Regions from separate parts of the Danio rerio genome. Here region 2 is linked to region 1. A link is a contact called in public HiChIP or PLAC-seq data. All regions are on one chromosome and are shown on one strand. Each heading gives the region's core, a stretch centred on a gene start, on an enhancer-like site or on the middle of the called end of the contact. The rest is flanking DNA. Distances are from core to core; before and after follow the strand shown.

The links. HiChIP or PLAC-seq counts read pairs in DNA pulled down with a chosen protein or histone mark.
Region 2: a contact with region 1 is called in an H3K4me3 HiChIP or PLAC-seq map of embryo, with 17 times the contacts expected there. The contact joins the promoter of pcdh19 here to the enhancer-like site in region 1. A contact is called at or near these places in 5 of 18 Hi-C or Micro-C datasets (caudal fin, embryo, hematopoietic stem cells and 1 more) and 2 of 4 datasets of contacts at active chromatin or transcription factors (caudal fin and embryo).

The regions. Positions count from the first base shown.
Region 1 is chr14:44,116,953-44,119,652 of GRCz12tu, reverse strand. All of the region lies in intron 17 of diaph2 (diaphanous-related formin 2), which reads right to left. Among named protein-coding and RNA genes, the nearest start is that of diaph2, 290 kb to the right of the region's middle. Within about 2 kb of position 1,287, at least 4 of the 62 cell types and tissues checked have an H3K27ac peak or open chromatin away from gene starts, as enhancers often do.
Region 2 is chr14:44,988,992-44,991,869 of GRCz12tu, reverse strand. It overlaps pcdh19 (protocadherin 19), which reads left to right and starts at 1,611. Exons shown (of 5, transcript NM_001127519.2): 1 at 1,611-2,878. The coding sequence starts at 2,622.

The sequences.
Region 1 (2,700 bases), core at 38-2,537:
AACAAACTCCTATATCTTTTTATTGCTTTTTAAATATATATATATATATATATTTACATTATTTATTGTTTATTATAGGGCGATACGGTGGCTCAGTGGTTGGGACTGTAGCCTCACAGCAATAAGGTCGCTGGTTTGAGTCCTGGCTGGGTCAGTAAGCATTTCAGTGTGGAGTTTGCATGTTCTCCCCATGTTGGCATGGGTTTTCTCTGGGTGCTCTGGTTTCCCCCACAGTTCAAAGACATGCGCTATAGGTGAATTAAAAAAGACTAAATTGGCCGTAGTGTATGTGTGTGAATGTGAGAGTGTATGGGTGTTTCCCAGTACTGGGTTGCAGCTGGAAGAGCATCTGCAATGTGACATGTTGGAATAGTTGGCGGTTCATTCCACTGTGGAAATTCCTGATGAATAAAGGGACTAAGCCGAAGTAAAATGAAAGTATGAATGAATTGTTTATTATAAAATGTACAAAAACAATTGCTGTAGTAAATTGAAACATTTAATTGTCATTAAAATATAAATGCATTAATGTTTGCATATAGTTCGCTTAATATGTATTATTTATAATAATAAGAATTATTATTATTATTATTATTATTATTATTATTATTATTATTATTATTATTAATAAAGCTTTCATTCTTTCTGAGAGCACAGATAAACAGTTGTATATCAAAATAAATACAAATATGTTTTAGCCAAACCATTATTGTTTATATACACTTTCTGTTTGTCAGACTGAGACAGAAATTACAGCAATGGGATCTGAACGAGCACCGTTGACCTTTCCTCCGCAGTTTGTTTGCGAGCAGTCCCTTTGCATAAAGAAACTGACAAAAATCCATCGGCAAACTCATTTAATCTTCAGAACGACATCTAACGTTACACAACGGTGAGGCAGCGCGCACTCCAGGGAAAATGTTAAAGCAGTCCTGACAGACACCATTACCAGCCAAAGACCGCATCGCCCCTGGTATTGAAATACACACCCTCTCAAGGGACATCAAATGTGTGAAAATTAATACTTATGGAAAAAGGCCAAAAAAAGAGAGAACTAAAATGACACGTAATTGATTCTCAATCTAACAGTTGACTTGTCGTTTAGAAGCATTTGTGCCTGTCGTCAACTATAAATTACTCTCTCGGTGATGTTTACATTCCCTGGAAGGAAGGGGCTAATATTAAGTAGAGTCTTGTGTGAGGACGGCTGGTGCAACATGCAGAAGACGCACAAAAGAGCTGCTCCCCCATCCTTACAATGCATCACAGCTGCAAAGTTACTGAGCTCTGAGTGCCCCCTACTGGCTGAACATTGAAGAGGTCACGCCTGAAGCCTCCGTTCTACTGAATTTCCAGGCTTACAGTAACTCGAACATATGCATTGTGATGCAGATATATTCTTTGGTTGTGTAGGTTGTGTTTAGTGGTTGATTTGGTCTCTGCTGGGAAATATTTTTCAGGCATTGAATGCATGGCCAAAACTGCATCACTTATGATTGCTTTAAAGGGGACATTTTATGACCTATTTCAGAAGATGTAAAATAAATCTCTTTGTCCCTAGCATGTGTCTGTGAAAATATAACTCAAAATAAACTAACAGATCATGTAATAGTGTTTGTCAGTTGTGTCCCTATTGTGCCAAAACACAGTTTTGTGTTTGTGTCCCTTTAAATATAAATGAACTGCAGCTTTCTGGAAGAGGGCGGAGAATTTATATGCTATTATGATGCTGCATGAACAACAAAATAAGTCTCACACATTTAAAATGTCATAAATGGTAGAGAACAAAGAGGGAAATGTTATTATATGACTATATATAATGATGTAACAGGAAATTTATGAATGTTTAGTGATTTTTTAATTTTTTTTTTATATATAATCGATTAGCATGTTACTGCTCTGTTTCAATGTGCTGACCTTTGTAAGTAAATAATAACACAATTATTAAGCATTATATTTACAGAAAACATATGTAGTAAATGTGCATTTATGAATTATGCTAACTGTGAGGGATGAATCTGTTGACATAGATCTGGTCTCTGTGAATACAGTCAGAGACGAAGACAATGTTAGCCACATTAGTTCTAACTTTCAAATAGGCCATTTAAAAAGGTTCACAAAATATTGAAAATATATATTTTTTTAAAAGTGACGTGTGATTTGGATAAGAAACCCAGCTTGAAGTGTTGAACTAACCTAACATTAGTGAAGCAATCTGAAAAATCTATATGTTTACTCCAAAATAAAATGCTTTGCTGATATTCTTCAGAACATTTTTTTCTTCTGAAAAAGCAAAAAATAAAAAATAATCAACAACAGTGTCCTTAGTTTGGATGTTGTTATGTTGGCTGGTTCATTCAACAGAACATGTGTGATGTTTATTTTAAGGGACAGCCATTGTAAATATCTAGCTACTACAGTAAGTAAAAGGAACTGACACCATACTGAGCGGTGCAGTGGGTGGAAATGTCTAGATTGACCTAACTAAGCTAGTATGTGGTAAGATTCCGATGACAAGAATATAACTGCCTGCACTAAACGTGAAGTGATATATCAGAAACATTTAAATACCAGCCACTTCACTCCCAAAGATATTGTTAACGTTATAAACTAATTAATGCATAAAACCTCTTTAACATTAAAATTAATATGTTGCGGCTGGAAGGGCATCTGCTGCATGAAAACATATGCCAGGGTAGT
Region 2 (2,878 bases), core at 362-2,861, 870 kb before region 1:
TGTGGGTTTACAGTGGGTAATATGTGGATTTTTTCTTAAATATCTTTATTTATTGGATAAAAATACTCACGTGGAAATAACTGTACAAAATATAAGCTTTCCATTTTGTATATTTTTCCTTTTCCAGTAGCCAATGTCTTAGTTGAAAAACAAAGAAACAAACATCGGGGCAAAAACAGGGTTTTAATATTAGGTGAAAGTGGTGGCGGCCGCTAGGTGTCAGCCTTGTGACTTTAAACACGGTTTGCCCTCAACATGCTGTCATGTGTGCACATGACTCTTGACTCTCTGCGTGGTTGAGGCAAATATATATATAGTGAGGAATTTAAATAATCTATATGTATACAGGTATACAGATTAATGAACGTTCATACATAACAACGATTACAACCATAATTGCTAGTAGTTATATTAATAATAACTGTAGTAAAAAAATGCCTAACATTTTTTATATTGCCTCTCTCATACTTAAATTATTTTAAATCATTTTACTCTCTCTTACAGACACACAAACATGCGCAGAGAGAGAGAGAGAGAGAGAGAGAGAGAGAGAGAGAGAAAGATGGTGGGGGGAGTCATTGATATGTCGGGGTCGTCATCAGGGATGGGAACGAAAGGCAGCTGCCTGAAAGATTCGCAATTAGTGCAGATTCCAACGTTATCATTTTCTAGCCCCACTAGAAAAGGTGTTCATGCTCCCATTCATATTCTGTGGCATTTAATATTTCTTAACACGGCAAATGCTGCTAATAAGTGAACAGATTCAATCACTGTGTGAGTGCTCCAAGCTCAAAACGTGCAGCACCCATAATACATCTTATTAAATCTGCGACGGATTTGATAAATAAATATATAAATAAATTAAACAGATTTTTCAGTATTACGACTGATATAAAAAATAAATAAAAGTCTGACAAGCTTTATGCAAATGAGATGAGACTTTTAATTAGGGAAATGTCAAGTTAATTTGTTATGAATATATTGATTAGTCTAAAAAAACTACCAAGAGTCGCTGACTCTTACATGCCAAAATACTAATATACAAGTTTTAATAAACAAGTTTTTGATTAGAATTAATATTAAGCTACCGTTTCTTTAAGCCAACATGGGCTAATTATAAAACTAATTTATATCCGAAACATAAATCTAAAAAGTTTATAAAGAAAACCATAACAACTATAGGCTAATTAAGTCACTATATCAGTGGAAATGTTAAATAAAAGCCTAGTAAAGCTGTGATTTTTATTACAATGTGTTTAAGTATATGAGTGTAATGCTCTGTTAAAAAAATACACTATCTGACTAGCGTAAAATTGCCCCGAAAAATATCTTAAGGAAATTAATTCCCTTTCGAAATTCCTCAATCGCAAAATGACATACGTTATGTCCAGGCGTAAGCAGAACAGAAAACATACACCGTGCGTTGTATGAACTGGAGCTAGTTGGCCGAGTTCATAGCTGTAGTTTTGCCCCACCCACCAGCAAATCCAGCTCTCCAGTGTAACCTCTGATTGGCTGTGGGGATTGCGGGTCCTGAGACTGAGCGCGAGACACTGAGCTGTGCATTCGACAGTATGCGCTGAAGATGCGCGCCGTGCGTTTACCTCAGTGAGCCACATTTAACAACTATATCAAGAACTATTTCGCTTCATCCAGAGGCTGGATATTTCAGACCGGACGCTTTTTTACGGCGAGTCGAGCTCAGCTGCACTTACCAATGCTTTATTTGTCTTCACTGATCTTTTTTCAGTGTTTTATACGGATTTAGTTTCATTCATTCTGGACTAAGGCCAGCTGAAACACCTTCATACAAGACATTTACGAAATCTTCAGTGGACAAGGCGCACACCTTTTGCTCGACTGGGAATATCAATGAATTGCGGACTGATATTTGGTTAATACTGGGTTATCTTCGTTGCTCCAGTCACAAAAATTGGACTATTTGTTTTTTTCTTTCTTCAATTGGAATCTCTGGTTTCAGTCAGTTGGATATGAGCGCATGGACAGAAATGCGGATCAAGGAGGAAACATTCTAACTTCACATCTTTATATGGATTGATTTGGCATGAACGATGTTTTAATTTAATTTTAATTTAAGTTTTCGTCACGAATCATGATACCAAGAGCAAATATTTTAAAACTGGATCCCTTCTTTTATTCATTCACAAGTTGAGGACCTTCAAGTGGACATTTAGCCCACATTAGTACTGAATATTTTCTTTCACTGGCTCAAAATGGTCGGTATACATCTCGGTTTCCGTGAATTACCCAAATGTTCACGTTGAAGCCATGTTTTCCATTCACAATGTTGTCTCATTCGTTAGATGAAGAAACATTCTCCAGTTTTCTTCACATTTTCTTCACAAATAGTGCAAGACATGGGTGGCCTGATAAGATGTCGATAAAGTAAATGGAAGTTATCCACTGCGTAATCAGTAAGTCAAATGAATTTCACCGCAGATATAAACATTTTCGATCATTTTAAAGGATATCTGCCAGACTGTGATTTTGTTCGTTTGACTTTTTGGAGCTTTTTTTACGTCGTATCGAATGTGCATAGGTTTAAATGTTAATAAACGATCATGCAAATGAGCGCGTGAAGACAGACATCAACAGGTACAATGCATTCCAAGGACATGGATTTCGTACAAATGTTTGTGTGCTTTCTCTTGTGCTGGACTGGAGTCGATGCCGTGTTCAATTTGAAATACACCGTGGAGGAAGAGCTGCGTGCAGGCACAAAGATAGCCAACGTAACGGCGGACGCAAAAGTTGCGGGTTTTGCACTTGGAAACCGACAGCCTTATTTGCGGGTTATCTCCAATTCCGAGCCACGATGGGTTAATCTGAGCCCTGCCGGACTGCTCATCACCAAGCA